Linked DNA regions of Triticum aestivum: region 1 is linked to region 2. Evidence: chromatin contacts called from public Hi-C data. All regions are on one chromosome and are shown on one strand. Each heading gives the region's core, a stretch centred on a gene start, on an enhancer-like site or on the middle of the called end of the contact. The rest is flanking DNA. Distances are from core to core; before and after follow the strand shown. Region 1 holds the start of LOC123129468 (probable protein phosphatase 2C 48). Region 2 has its middle 24 kb from the start of LOC123129457.

Region 1 (7,263 bases), core at 1,679-4,178, 55 kb after region 2:
ACCGATTGATCTACCGGCAAGTGGACGGGTTGCTTTCCCCTCGTCCTGACGGCAATGCAATCGCAGTCTAGCCTCTAGGGGCAGCTTGTTCAGGGTGCCGGCGTGTGGAAGAAGAGGCAGACCGCCGAGCAGTCGTCGACGGCGATGCCCCGCCGCTTGCGCCTCCACCCGCGGACGGCGCACTCGACGAGCCGCTTCGCCGCCTTCTCCCTGTCCGGCGTGGCCGCCACGATCCGCACGGCCTCCTCGTTGGAGAGCACGTCCCAGACCTGCCGAAGATGTTTGCCATGCATGATCAGTCTGCTGTACTAAGAATAGAAATTCTTTATGTAACTGTGCAAGAATTCGTCGCTTACCCCGTCGGTGGCCAGGATGACGAACTGGTCCCGGGCGGTGATCCTCCTCTGTGTCACCTCCGGCGCCGAGATGACGCCGTAGTCCTTGACGCAGTAGTCGCCGAACGCGCGCGACATGGCCAGCCCCGGCGCCTCCCGGTGGGGCACCCACACCCGGTGCACGCCGGGCTCGTCGTCGAGGCAGTGCACGCGGCCCTGGCACTGCGTGATGCGCGCCTTCTCCTCTGCAAACCAGATTTGACCGTGGGTGAGCAATGGCCGTCTCAACAATGGCCCAAACAAGAACACGCGTGCGTGAGGCATGTGCTGTCGGTATTCTAGCTAGTCTCCTCACGACGACTTACGGGGTAAGTCGGGCTTGAAGTCGACGGTGAGCTGGACGGCCGTGACGTCCCCGTCGTCCGACGTGGTCGCAAGGACGGCCCGCGAGTCGCCGACGTTGGCGACCACCATCAGGTCGCCCTGCTTGACGATGGACAGAGCCGTGCAGCCGCTGTTGACGGCGTCGAGGCGCCGGCTTCGGCGGAGCTCCTCGTCCACGGCGGCGGCGGCGGCCAGGTAGGACTGCTTCAGGAGGTCGAACTGGCAGTCGCTGAGCCTCTTCTCGCCGTCGATGAGGGACGTCAGCGCGACGGCTTCCTGCCAGTGGCACAGAAGCGACTGCGGCAGCGACTCCCGGACGGCCTTGGCGACGTAGTGGCCCCACTGGCCGTGCCCGTCGAAGACGCCGCAGAAGATGGTGTCGTCCTGGCACCCGTATCCCTGGATAGACAAGAGAACACACAAGCAAACAGAGCCGTAAGAAATCGAGAAGAAACGAAAATATTGAAATCTCCTTTTCTTATCGAAATCGAGAGGAAATGAAGATAGTGAAACGATGGGTGCAAATTTACTGTGCATGACAAATACAAATCCAAGATTTCGGCGTGCCGTGATAGATTTTATCTTTTGCGGGGAGTGACATGATCGAATTGAGACAAGCAACTGAACCAGCCGGTCCTTTTTGTGCTGGTAGGCCATCGTTGTCCATTTTTGCGGAACTGAATAGTCAAATAAGCTCGTGTTTCTAATCTAGTTCAGTTTAAGGGAGTGTCTATTTCTAAGCCGATTGACGTATTTCTAACCCGATAACTTACTGTCGGTTTTTTATCCAACAAAAAATGGTTAATTACATGTTTCGTAAATTGATGAAATATAATGGATTTGCAGTCTGAAAAAATAGCAAATTTGACCATCGCAACCAGTATGTTTAAGGTGTTTATAACTGTCCAAAGCAACTCTGGATTCAGATACCAAGAAACCCAACACCTTTTTCGCTCCAACAAATCAAGACACGTACCATCCCTCTTTTTGGCAGATACTAGTACTACAGGATGAAACGCCTAGAGGCAAAAGGCAAGCGCCGTATCCAAGAAACTTGTGAACAACATGATCTCAAGAGGCAACACGTAATCTGGTGAATGGCCTAACAATAGTTTGGCTGTACCGAATACTACCACAAAACCGAACTGAACCATCTCACTCATAAAAATATCAGAAAAATGGTTAGGTAAAACAACGGAGGGAGACGGGATCCAATCTCTATTTTATTGCGTGCACACGCAAGGCAAGCACATGAAAACTGATTTATTTCTTCTGTGGCCAGAAATGAGAAGAAGAAGCCAGCGACTAGTCCCAAGTCCCAACGCTGTACCCTCACCATTTTCTGTGGAACAGAGACCATGTCGCCGTCTCATCTTGGCCACAATTTTTAGAACCAATTCCGCCTCTCGAGTAGCAGAAATTTATGTTTGGAACGCGGGAATTAAATTGTGTGGCAAGAAGCTCCGTGCGGTGTTGTTGATCTTTGACTACACGCCACCAGTAATATGTTGTGATAACCATTAACCAGCGTAAAAATTCATCCACATGCATCAGAGAGCAAGCAGGGAAGAAGCAGAGCAGCGGCCGGCAAACTCACCTCCCAGACGATGGAGGTGTCCTGGTTGGTGCCCTTCTCGCCGCGGCGGGAGCACACCGCGGCGAAGGTCTCGGAGCCCTCGCCCCAGAGCGTCCCCGACGACCGCAGCACCGTCCCCTGCGGCTCCTCCGCCTCCTTCCTCTCCTTCCCCAGAGACATGGAGCGGGCCAGCCCCTGCAGCATCGACGAGATCTGCCGCATTCTCGCTAGCCAAGATCAAAACCCCCCGCTCTCGATCAGTACAGAGAACCTTCTTCCTCCTCCTCCTTCCTCTCTTAGTTTCTCGGTGCTTGGTACTCGTGGTGTTCACGGGCAAGAACAGAGCAGAGGCTAAGAAGGAAGCAGGGTTTCTTTAGCTTGGGAGATGTCCCGGTCGGCCGTTTCTCCTGGATCTTTGTTTTGCTTTGGATTGAAGAGACGAGCTTGGAGTGGATATCTGGATAGGATCGGCCGGCTCGACTTCTACTTCACCAAGGAAGAAAGTGTGGAAGGAGAAACAGCAAGCGAGGATTGCTGGACTGCGGTGAGGCGACCGATGAACAAGGGAAGGGGCGCGCAAGGGAGGCGAGACCGTGAGAATTGTGGTGGAGGTGAAGTGAAAGCTTGGGTGGGAGCTTATAAAGGAGAGGGGAGAGGGAGGGAGAGCCGTGGGTGCAGGGAAAGCTCACACACACCATGCAGATGCAGGCGAAGCCGAGGCAGCCACACGGTGTGTCCGCCCGTCCGCCCGTCGCTTCCACAGCAACACAACACAGCGACGCGTGCGTTTCCGCTGGGAACGGGAGCGGGACGGATCCTCGGCGAGTGCGTGTTCCGTCGCGCCCGCCTTTTGGTCGATGTGGATAAGCAGTTGTGTGCGCCCCGCTCTGGGATGTGCACAGACCGACGTCGACGGTTATGATGCGCAATGGCGTGTCCGAGCCCAGTAGAACGGATGGGTGTAGTTTTGGGTCTTGCTGAACTTTTGTCTCCAACAAGCGTCTTTGCTTGCTATCTTTGGGACGATCTACGTAATAAATAAAGAATATGTTGCGCAAAATCTTAATAATGTATACCCATCTACAGGCGGATTTGGTTTATGTCCCTTGATGCCTCTTTAACGTCGCGGAATCGTAAAGTATTTGTGGTCGATCATGTTCTCTTATTTGTTTCTTCCTCTTCTTTAAGTATCTTGGGGTGTATACAATATTTCTTTGTTGTAGTGCTTGTACGCGTATCCCTGTAATATTTATTGTCTATTATTACGTCCGTCCAAAAATGCTTGTCCTAACTTTATCTAGATACGACGCAGGGAGTACTAGAATACATCGCACACCTAAAATAGTCTACAACATACCCTTACGTGACATTTATGTTGTGGGGAAAAAACAGAGGAGCAGAAGCTTAGCTCCCCTCTCGCACAAAATATGGGCGAGCTTATGGCTCTTGCGCGACTTTTGTCTCGAACAAGTCTTTTCCTTGCCGACTTCAGGACAACGACAATCTATGTAATAAGAACTATGATGCGGAAAATGTGTAGGTGATCGATGGGACGGTTGGCTACATCTTGTGCCGAGGTTGATGGAAGTGAACCTCTCTAATGAGCTAGAGATGAAACCATAAAACACCCCCTTCTCAAATGACCTCTTGCTAAACTTTTATGGCATACGATTCATGTAGTCTTTAATATTAGCCCTCCAACTAGTATTAACATCTTATTTGGGACGTGGCTGGATGGAGTGGAGCCAAGTACTGCAGGACATATTGAGATAGAAATATGCACATTACTTTGGGTTATATGGAACTGCATAAATGACATGATTTTTAACAGACAAACTCTTATAATTTTTTTATTGGTTATATACAGAGCCATAACTTGGATCCGTCTGTAGTCGTTACTCACGAGAAAGCCAAGAAGCATACGTATATTGAGTGCAACCGTTAGAAAACGGTAGCACCAGATACTTACAACCGGTTTGGATGACGGTCTAATAATCTTTGTTAGGAAAAGGAGGATAGCCTCCGGCCTCTGCATCAGAGTGATGCAGAGGCCGAGGATAACCCTCCTATTCAAAAAAAAGACGTGAAAAATGTTAATACAACTATACAACCGTTTCACAACAATTTCTTTTTAATCTGCATGGAGATGGTATATTTTTCAAAAGAAAAATAAAAGAGAACACTTTTAACTTTAAAAAAAACCCGGAAAAATACATGCGTACCACATTTCTCTAAACTTTCATGGTGAAATATGTTTTTGGTGTGAGCTCCACAAAAATACAAAATGATGTATGTCTATCGCATGCGCTATTAACTATAAAATTTTGCGACTTTGTGTGTGTGTGTGTGTGTGTGTCGCACCAAAATGTATTTCTTTTTTTTATAGGTTCAGAACCTTGTTTATTTCTTGGCAAACAAAAAACCTTGCTTATTTATTTTTATTCCAAATGAATGGTACCGAGCAATCAAACATTTTGCGAATAATATTCTCCGCATCTTTTTTCCTTTTCTTTTGGTCAAATCAAATCATAGTTCCAACTAGCAAATGCACGCAACGAAATTTCGATCCGTGCAACCGTCAGCTGCAGCAGCAGCAATACTAAAAGCTATCCATATACAGTTGATATGCTTGTTTATCCCATTCCAACATCTCAGCAAGAAAAGGGGATATACTATTTGAGAGAGGGCAGAAGGTCTTGGTGACCCTCTCAGCCACGAGCCGGCGGGTGATCTCCACCGTGTGCGAGCACTCAAGGAGCATAGAAAATGCTTCTTCCGGAGGCAGACGATCCCTCCTTTGATCGCTACCCTGCGCCCGTCAACAACCGCACAAGAACGAACTTGGGCACCGCACAGGCAGGCGTCATGTCATTTCGTTTTCCACCATGCCGCCGGATGCCGCCCGTTGTACGTGGAGAGCCGCACATGTTGGCTTGTGCACTGGGGAAGCCCCCTCCACCGGTTCGGCAACACGTGACCTGGAGCAGCGTCTTGCCGGATATCTCGTGGCCGTGGTGGTGCGGGGGTTCTTCTTTCTGTTGGGCTGCCAGGCGATGGCAACAGAAAACTGGCTCAAATGCTGAGTGATGTTAGCATCCTTTCCGCGTGTTGCTTGCAACGAGACGATGCACTGGAGCGGCATCTCATTACTAGCAACATATATGGCCGTATGCATCATGCTGATGCAGAGGCCGGGGATCCCCCTTTTCGAAAAAAAAATTACTAGCAACATATTGGTGGCCTGTTTGGTAGCGTGCACACCTTTTGCGTTTTTCGGGAGCCTGGTTGAGTTGAAATACGTGGTAAAAATCATGTTGTGCACGTACTTTGGTAGACTGCTTAGATTGGCTGAGAAGAAACACACACATGAATGTTTGGTAACAATCATTTTCTCTTGAGATGCCACGTGCTGCTGTTTGGGATTAATCTCACCTCTTATTCCTGTGGAATTTACCTCACGCGAAAACAGGTGATGAAGCAAGAAGAGAAAAGCCGGCTCGAGGTGGAAGAAGGTGTGGCAGCCCTCAGATGCTCATCCAATATTCATGAAATCAAGTAGACGCGAATTGTTTTTCAGGCAACTGACGTTCGGGTGTGGCACGTTTGTACAACCAGTAGGAAGATGTAGATCTACTTGTCTACGAACGTTGAAAAAGAAAACGTACAACATGGGCGTGTAGTAGTTAAAGAAAATTTCAAACGGTGTCCAAATGCAAAGATTTTACCTAGTTTCATCGATTCATAACATGCACACATGAACATGCTTGTGTGGTCCAGTAGGAGGTGTGGATCTATCGTGTACGATCGTCGAACACAGAATATGTGCAACACGAAGTGCATGTGAAGCAACAAGATGAATCTAGTGGTCAAATGAAATTTCAAACGGTCGACTGGGTGTGATGATTTTGCTGAAATTCGTCTCAAAATCCTCATGGAATTGAAGATTTACAATCCATGAGATTAGGAACTGACCGTCTGAATGAAACCACAACTTTAATGTGCATTGTTTTTGTGTAGAGCTTATTTGAAATAAATCACCATTATGTAGATTAGAAGGGATCATGTGAAGTGTATTGAAAGTGGTGAGTGGAACAAAACACGTGCAAACCCATACTACCAAAGCCGCACCTGCGCTCGAGTTGCATCACTCGGGTCTGGCTCTAGAAAAACGATTGATTTGAGCGTTCCTCCAAAGCCATACCCAAAGGTGCTTTAAGCACAGTCCCATGCAAGGCCAACAGTGTTTGCGCACAAGAAAACATCCAAAACAAAAACAAAAAAATTCACTGAACCTGATTGGATTTGATATGCATGTCTGATTGAACCAGGATGTTCATCCTTGCTTCACCAATTTTTGAAATTCTGAAACGTGCTTTTGTTTTTCCAAGTACGTGGCTGCATTTTTCGGACAATAAATTATAATCACACAGACGTATGTTTGATTCATTGAGAACCTTTTCTTTTGGGGGGAAAGCATTTCATTTCATTCAAGGGATGAGTATATTTTTCGTCTCTCAACTTTTTGGATAGTATAGAAATGGTCTCCCAACTATAAAACCAGCAAATCTTAGTCCCTCAACATTTAAAACCAGATAAGTTTAGCCCCTCAACTTTTAAAATCAGATTAGTTTAGTCCCTCGCAACGCTTCGGGTGGTTTTTTTTACCGACGTACAGTGGTTTTGACTCTGCAGGGTGGCTGTCGGCCACGACGCCACCCCTTCCGGCCGGGGCAGCGCCCAACTTAGGGTCATTCAGCTGTACAAAGCTGGACTCGTACCAGCTCGCTCGTGTATAAAGCAACCTCTCTCTGATGCACTTCTGGCTGTTGAATAATTAGTCAGGCCGTTGATTTTTTTTTTCCCGTTTTCTTCCCATTCAATTACCAGGGCACGAGCTCACTATTTTGTGCGGAGGCCGTGCGCGTCGTATTCGGCAGCTGCATGCATGTCGTTACATGTCGCTGCAAG
Region 2 (6,980 bases), core at 371-2,870:
CCTCGCTGGAGCCGGACACAACTCCTACGGACGGAGAATCTTGGAACAGGTACATATAAAAAGAAACATGTCACATCGATCGGGTGATCAATTGTTTTTTTTTGCATGGTAATACGTGTTTCATTCATATCATAAAGAACAAACTACAATTCACGTAAAGACCGACATGACAAAACTCGAAAGATAGCAGAACATCTCTGAAATTGACACCAACGTCCATCACCTGCCTCCGGCACCACCGCAGTAGCCACCGAAGAAAAGAATGACGAATCACCTTCTCACCCGAGCTCGACGCGGCTCCATCGCTGATATGCAGCTTTGCGGACCTCCAAGGTGGCTCACAAAAAGTGAAGCCCTTACAGTTGAACGAATCAAACCGGTGCAACACCCCCGACACGCCATCGAACTCCAGATCTAGCACCCCACCACGATTAAAACGCCGAAGGAGGAAACCATATCTATCATCCATGAACCACGAGCCCAGCACATGCTCCATTTTCCAGATATCGTCGATGTAGACCACAATCTGCATCCGCTCCTAGACTACCTCCCAACCTCCACGCAAACGCTGGAGCAAACGCCATCGCAACAGCGGAGTCCGAGGACACAGGTCCACCACGAGTAAGCCGCCGCCGCCACGGCATCCTTGCTTGAACAGACTGGTTTGCAAATCCATCCTCAACCATAGGACCGATGGCCTCGTCAGGAAAGGATCCGAAGAAAGAATTTTTATTCAGCGTTGTCATCGTCGCCGCCGAAAAAAAGACGATGAACAACCTAAAAACCTAGACTACAAGAGAGTAAAAACGATCCACACGCGTGGATCCGGCGACCCCCTACCACCGACGACCGAGGTCGCCGGCGGAGCGGAGCCGCCGGAGAGCGGCGTTGGAAGATCGGCCTCCCCTGGCAGTGGCTCGGGTTCCAGCAGCCAGGGACGAGAGGAAAACAGGGACCCCGAGCCTGAAAATGCAGATCGGTCTATTGTTTGGCGGGATGATCAATTGGTTGATTATGTAGGAATGAACAACGCGCGGTAGCTATACCGTACCACCACTACGAACGGAGCACATACATATACGAATACGATGTGAATAGTCAATCGATCGTCGTTTGTCAAAGGCTCCGGAAAGAAGATGGGCACGCGGAACGTGGTTACGTACGCAGCTGCACGCACATGTCTAATTTTAATCTGCAAAGCAGGTAATTTGTTTTCTCATGAGCGTGTACAAAGTACGTCTGACATGGTAAGCATGGAGGATGTGTCATGTGACTGAAGCCTTTTTAAATTTTCGTGGTGAGGGGGGCACGTGGTTGGAGAATATGTGTTCATGCATGTGCGTGCCACATGATGCAGTCGATCACACTTTGACCGGCCACCTGTGTGTGTAGTCCAGTGTTTTAACGTGTTGCACCTGCACGCCAAACACGCCCATACGCACAATACCTACCGACGATTTTTGCAGTCTCCAAATGCGCGTTCCCGGATCCCGGGCGGTCGGTCTATCATGGCGGGCGTTCACTGTAGGCAGCAGCCGTTGCCGTTGTGATAGCAGCAGCTGGCGAGGGGTGACAATCGGATGGAAACGTTGGCTTCCGGCGGACCGGCCGAAACAACGCGCCGGTCGCTCGTGCGTAGTAGGATTTATTTGGATCCATCATGGTTGCTTGTAGCGCCATGTGTGTCCTATGCGGGGGCCCAGCCCACCGACACCCAGCGGCCTTATCCCTTCATCCTCCACCATTTTTCCCTAAATCCCTTCTAATAGCGCACTCTCTCCTCGCAAAAGCCCCCTACCGGCAAGAAGCAGTATGGACATGGTGAGTTCGCCGCAAATCGTGATTTGGCCCACCCCGTGCCGCCACTTTCTTTTTTCTGCTGCTCACGTGCTTTTCTGGTACGACGACCCACGAAGCTGTAGGGGTTGGCCGAGACAACGGCTGCGATGACTTCGCCGGCGATGACGCCCCCGTGCGCGACGGCCGCCCCGCCATGGTTCAAGCTCCAAGCCGAGCAGGCTTCGTGCTCAAGATTTGCTGGAACCGGTTGACAACAGAGCTGCAAACATGTTCAAGATTTGCTGGAAGCATCTGCAGAAAAGCTAGAACCATGGAGACAACCTGGAACCGGGTCAGGCGTTTTTTTGCTTCATTGAATTTTTTGCTAGAACCGGCACTTGTTTTTGCTGGAACCGGCAACAAAAAAAGCTACCTCCGATGACGTGATTTGCTGCAATGGCAACACCGAAGTTTTATGGTGGCGACCAAGGTGTTGCGATTTTTTGCTACTACCGGAAGCATGAAAAGCTACCACAGGCGGTCATTTTTGCTACAACCGGCAATGAAAAAGCTACAATCGGATATGTGATTTGCTGCAACGGCCACGGCGAAGTTTGTGGTGGCTACGGCGGCGCTGGTATTTTTGCTGCAACTGACAGCGGGAAAAGCTACAACCGACGAAGGTTGAAGCAAATCGTGGTCGCCGCCATTACTGTCGACATGAATGGTTGTAGGGATTCCTGTCACCGGTCGTAGTAAAAATGAACAATGGTTGAAGCAAAATATACGTGGCGGGCCCTGCGTGACGGTTCATTTTTTCCTTAATTATCGTTTGCCTTATCTTCTACCTTTCTTCTACCTCCCGCCTGCATTGAGTGCTACTCCTGCTATAAAATTGTTGCATCCGAATGTACAGATGCTGCAACCGATGAATCCAAAAGCTGGAACCGATGAATAAAAACATAGGGGCGGCGGAGACGTTGAAACCACCGATACGGGTGTTACAAAAAAAGCTTCAAGCCTAGATCGAAAAAGCTTCATTCATCGACAGCGGAAGCTTCAACCAGCTACTGCCAAACTGGAAAAGCTGCAACCGTACTTAAAAAGCTTCAACCATAGGTGAAAAAAGCTTCAACCAGAAAATATACAAAGTTTCAACCGGGCACTGCAAAATGAAAGGAGTTGCAACCTTTTACAGACAATCGACACGGTGGAAAGCTTCAACTTGTGAAAAATGCTTCAACCGGCATGGAAATAGCTTCATCCGGTGTGAGAAAAAACTTCAATTGAACGCGCCAATGGTGTGAGTGGCGACGTTGAGAGTTGCGGCTGGCCGCACGCCGATGCAGTGACGGATGTGCTACGATGGCGGCTGCTAGGTCCTGCAACGACATAGGTGTCGGCCTGCTACAAGAGGGCGGCATTTTTCTACGGGGCGACTACTTCGTGCTGGACTAGCAAGGGCGGATCTGTGAACGACGACCACTGGCGACGAGGGCGCCCGACCACTACGACACCAAGGGGAATGCTGCAACCTTGCTACGACAAGATGCAACCGTCTCACAATGGAGCTGCAACTGGTGACGCGGCGGCCGCGACCAGTGATAGGGAAAGCTGCGATCGCGGTGAGGGAAGTTGCAATCGAGGACAAATAAAGCTACAACGGGCATCCAAAAAAGCCTACAATCGGCGATAGAAAAAGCTTCAACCGGAGATGGCAGGGTTGACCATGGTGCAAGTGGTGACGCCGAAGGAGCTGCGCGGTGGTGCATGGTGCTGCTGGAACGGCCGTGTGGCGCGCTACTACTGCGGCGACTAGGTGCTACAACGAGCAACGACTCCTGCGACACGCAATGCTCGAAGTTGTGAGACCATGGGACGGCTGGTTGGACGCCACCGACACCTATGCCGCGACATACGAGCGGCCATGACTGGAGGCGCTGGGCCGGTGACGCACACTAGGGCCGGCGTCCAGCGTTGAGTGCGGGAGGAGTAAACGATCTCTTCATTTTCTGGCGTCAAGTACGGCAACGCATGGATTATGGAGTAATAACAGTTTATGGAGTTATTAATATAGTATAATCAAGAAAAAAGGACGACTGGCCCACATGATGTACGATCAAACGGATTAAATTAGTTTGATCGAACGGTTATTAGCTGACCGGCGCGCGCTTCCGCCGGTCCGCCGGCGCCTAGCATCGGCCCAATCGGATAGGGCATCTCCTTTTGTTCTGTCGACATGCGCTGCACACGTTAAGGTACGCACGCACGCGTCACTCGTTTCGCGATCAGGACTGCTGTTCTGGGCGAGAACATTTGAATGCGTACAACTGCAGCGCGAAAGGTGCCCCTCCCCTTCCGGTTCCTTTTCTTCAGCGGTCCACGCGTCCCTTATCCACACCGTTCTTTTTCACCTCATCTTCGTCCACCCTATGCTGTTCCTTGCGTTTCATTTCAAAATATTTGTCATGGTTTTAGTTCAAATTCAAATCCAAACTAAAACCACGACAATTATTTTGGAATGGAGGTATTTATATTGGGTACAGAGGTATTTTTATTAAAAATGAAGGCATGCCCCCGGCCTCTGCATCATGATGATGCATGCAACCATTTTATTAAAAATCCACGAAGTATCGTCATAATAGTCTTACACCTCTCAAACGGAGCAGAACAAAGTAAAAAAGGAAAATTACATGCTGACAAAGACAACCGATACGGTAATATGAAGGATAAGCTTCCTAGACTCCTATCATGTTATGCGAGCGCATCCTAACCGGTTGAATATAACCCAAGCTAACATCTCTCATTGGTTGCACCCAGTAACCAAAGGCTCTAGAGTCCATAGGAGTGAGTAAGGACCACGTACGGATCCAAGTTGTAGCTCTGAAGATGACCTGCAAGAAAGTTAAAGTGTGTTGGCTGTTAAAAATCAAATCATTCCTGCAGTTCCATATAGCCCATAATAGCGCACATATTCCAACCCGAATACGAGCCGCAGTAATCTGTTCAAGCCCAGCTAACCACGTCCCAAACAACGACACACTATTGACTGGAGGATTAATGTTGAAAGCTATATGAATCGTTCTCCAAAGTAACTTGGCAAGTGGGCATTCAAGAAATAAGTGTTGTATTGTTTCATCATGATCACAAAAACAGCACCGCGAACTTCCTACTCATCGCCTTTTGATTAAGTTGTTCTTTGTGAGTATCACTTGCTTGTGGACGAACCACATAAAGATTTTAATACGCAAAAGAACCTTAACCCTCCAGATTTGCAACGATCTTGAGATTGGCCCATAATTAATCAAATCCATATAGAGTGATTTCACCGTAAAAATCTCATTCTTAGTTAACTTTCATTGTGTCGAATCCGGCTGGTCGGAGAGTTTAACTTCTATCAATCTCCGAACCAAATGCATCCAGGCAGTCCATCTCTCACCAACTAACACACGTCGGAACTGAATGTTCAAGGGTATAGTTTGAAGGACTGTGCCTATGTAATCCTCTTATGTTGCACAATATTATAAAGGGTGGGATATTGGATGGGCAGGGGCGTCTTTCCTAACCACGTATCCTCCCAAAATCTTGTTGACATCCCGTTGTCAACCAAGAATTTGACCCTACAAAAGAACGATTCCTTCGTTCTCATAAGTCCCTTCCAGAATGGTGAGTTAGTCGGTCTCATGGCATCCTGGGCAAGTGTTTTCGAGTGTAAATACTTATTACGCAGGATTTGTGACCACATACCCTCCGGCTCTGTCTCTAGCCTGTATAGCCATTTGCTCATAAGACATTTATTCCTAATTTCTAAGTTCCCAATACCGATAACCCCTTGGTCTTTAGGTCGGCAAACAATATCCCATCGCGCGAGATAGTATTTCCTCTTGGCCTCATTAGACTGCCGAAGAACCGAGATTAAAGAAATCAAGTCGCTTCCGAACCCCTTTCGGAATTTCGAAGAACAAAAGTAGAAACATCGGCATACTAGTTAGTACCGAGTTAATCAGGACTAGCCAACCTCCATATGACATAAGCTTGCCCTTCCAGCAGCTAAGTTTTTTTTCAATTCGTTCTTCAATACACTTCCATTCTTTATTGGATAACTTACGGTGGTGAATCGGTATACCCAAGTAACTGAATGGTAAAGCACCTAATTCACATCCGAACAATTGTCTATAAGCGTGTTCCTCGTCTTTGGCCTTCCCAAAGCAAAACAACTCGCTCTTATGAAAATTAATTTTTAAGCCAGACAATTGTTTGAAGATACATAAGATAAGTTTCATATTACGTGCCTTAGCCAGGTCATGTTCCATGAATAAGATGGTGTCATCAGCATACTGTAGAATAGATACCCCTCCATCGACTAGATGAGGAACTAACCCTGCTACATGGCCATGCTGCTTGGCCCTACCAATAATGACGACCAACATATCTGCCACAATATTAAACAGAAGAGGAGACATTGAATCCCCTTGTCTCAACCCCTTATGTGTCTGAAAGTAATGACCGATATCATCGTTCACCTTGATTCCGACACTACTCTTCTGGACTTGGGTATCCACTTGGTTCCTCCAGGCTTCACTAAAACCTTTCATGCGCATTGCCTGCTGAAGAAAAGACCACTTTACTTTATCATACGCCTTCTCAAAATCCACTTTGAAGATAACCCCATCCAGTTTCTTCGAGTGAATCTCATGAAGCATTTCATGCAGAACGACCACCCCGTCCAGTATATGTCGCCCCGACATGAACACTGTCTGGCTTGGTTGGATCACTGAATGAGCAATTTGTGTCAGTCTATTGGTTCCAACCTTTATGAAAATTTTGAAACTCACATTCAGCAGACATATGGGCCGGAATTGTTCGATCCGAACTGCCTCACTTTCTTTGGTAACAGTGTTATCGTACCGAAGTTAAGATGAAACAGCTCTAAATGACCGTTGAAAAAATCATGAAACATAGGCATAAGATCATCTTCAATAATATGCCAACATTTCTTATAAAATTCAGCTGGAAACCCATCTGGTCCCCGTACTTTATTCGGTTTCATTTGTGATATTGCCTGAAGAACCTCTTTTTCAGTAAACGGTGCAGAGAGAATACCATTCTCCGCTGCCTGTAATTGAGGTATATCATTAATCATAGATTCATCTAGTGTCATCGTACTTTTATTCGGGGGTCCAAAATGTTGTTTATAGTAA

What was found. A called contact is a pair of places that touch in the nucleus more often than the background predicts.
Region 1: a contact with region 2 is called in a Hi-C map of leaf, with 2.2 times the contacts expected there. The contact joins the promoter of LOC123129468 here to the enhancer-like site in region 2. A contact is called at or near these places in 2 of 5 Hi-C or Micro-C datasets (both in leaf).

The regions. Positions count from the first base shown.
Region 1 is chr1B:435,841,477-435,848,739 of IWGSC CS RefSeq v2.1, forward strand. It overlaps LOC123129468 (probable protein phosphatase 2C 48), which reads right to left and starts at 2,929. Exons shown (of 4, transcript XM_044549624.1): 1 at 2,317-2,929; 2 at 701-1,118; 3 at 357-580; 4 at 1-269. The coding sequence starts at 2,517. The coding sequence ends at 90.
Region 2 is chr1B:435,787,686-435,794,665 of IWGSC CS RefSeq v2.1, forward strand. No RefSeq gene overlaps it. Among protein-coding and RNA genes, the nearest start is that of LOC123129457, 24 kb to the left of the region's middle. Within about 2 kb of position 1,621, at least 2 of the 8 cell types and tissues checked have an H3K27ac peak or open chromatin away from gene starts, as enhancers often do. A contact at or near this core is called in leaf, where this site is marked.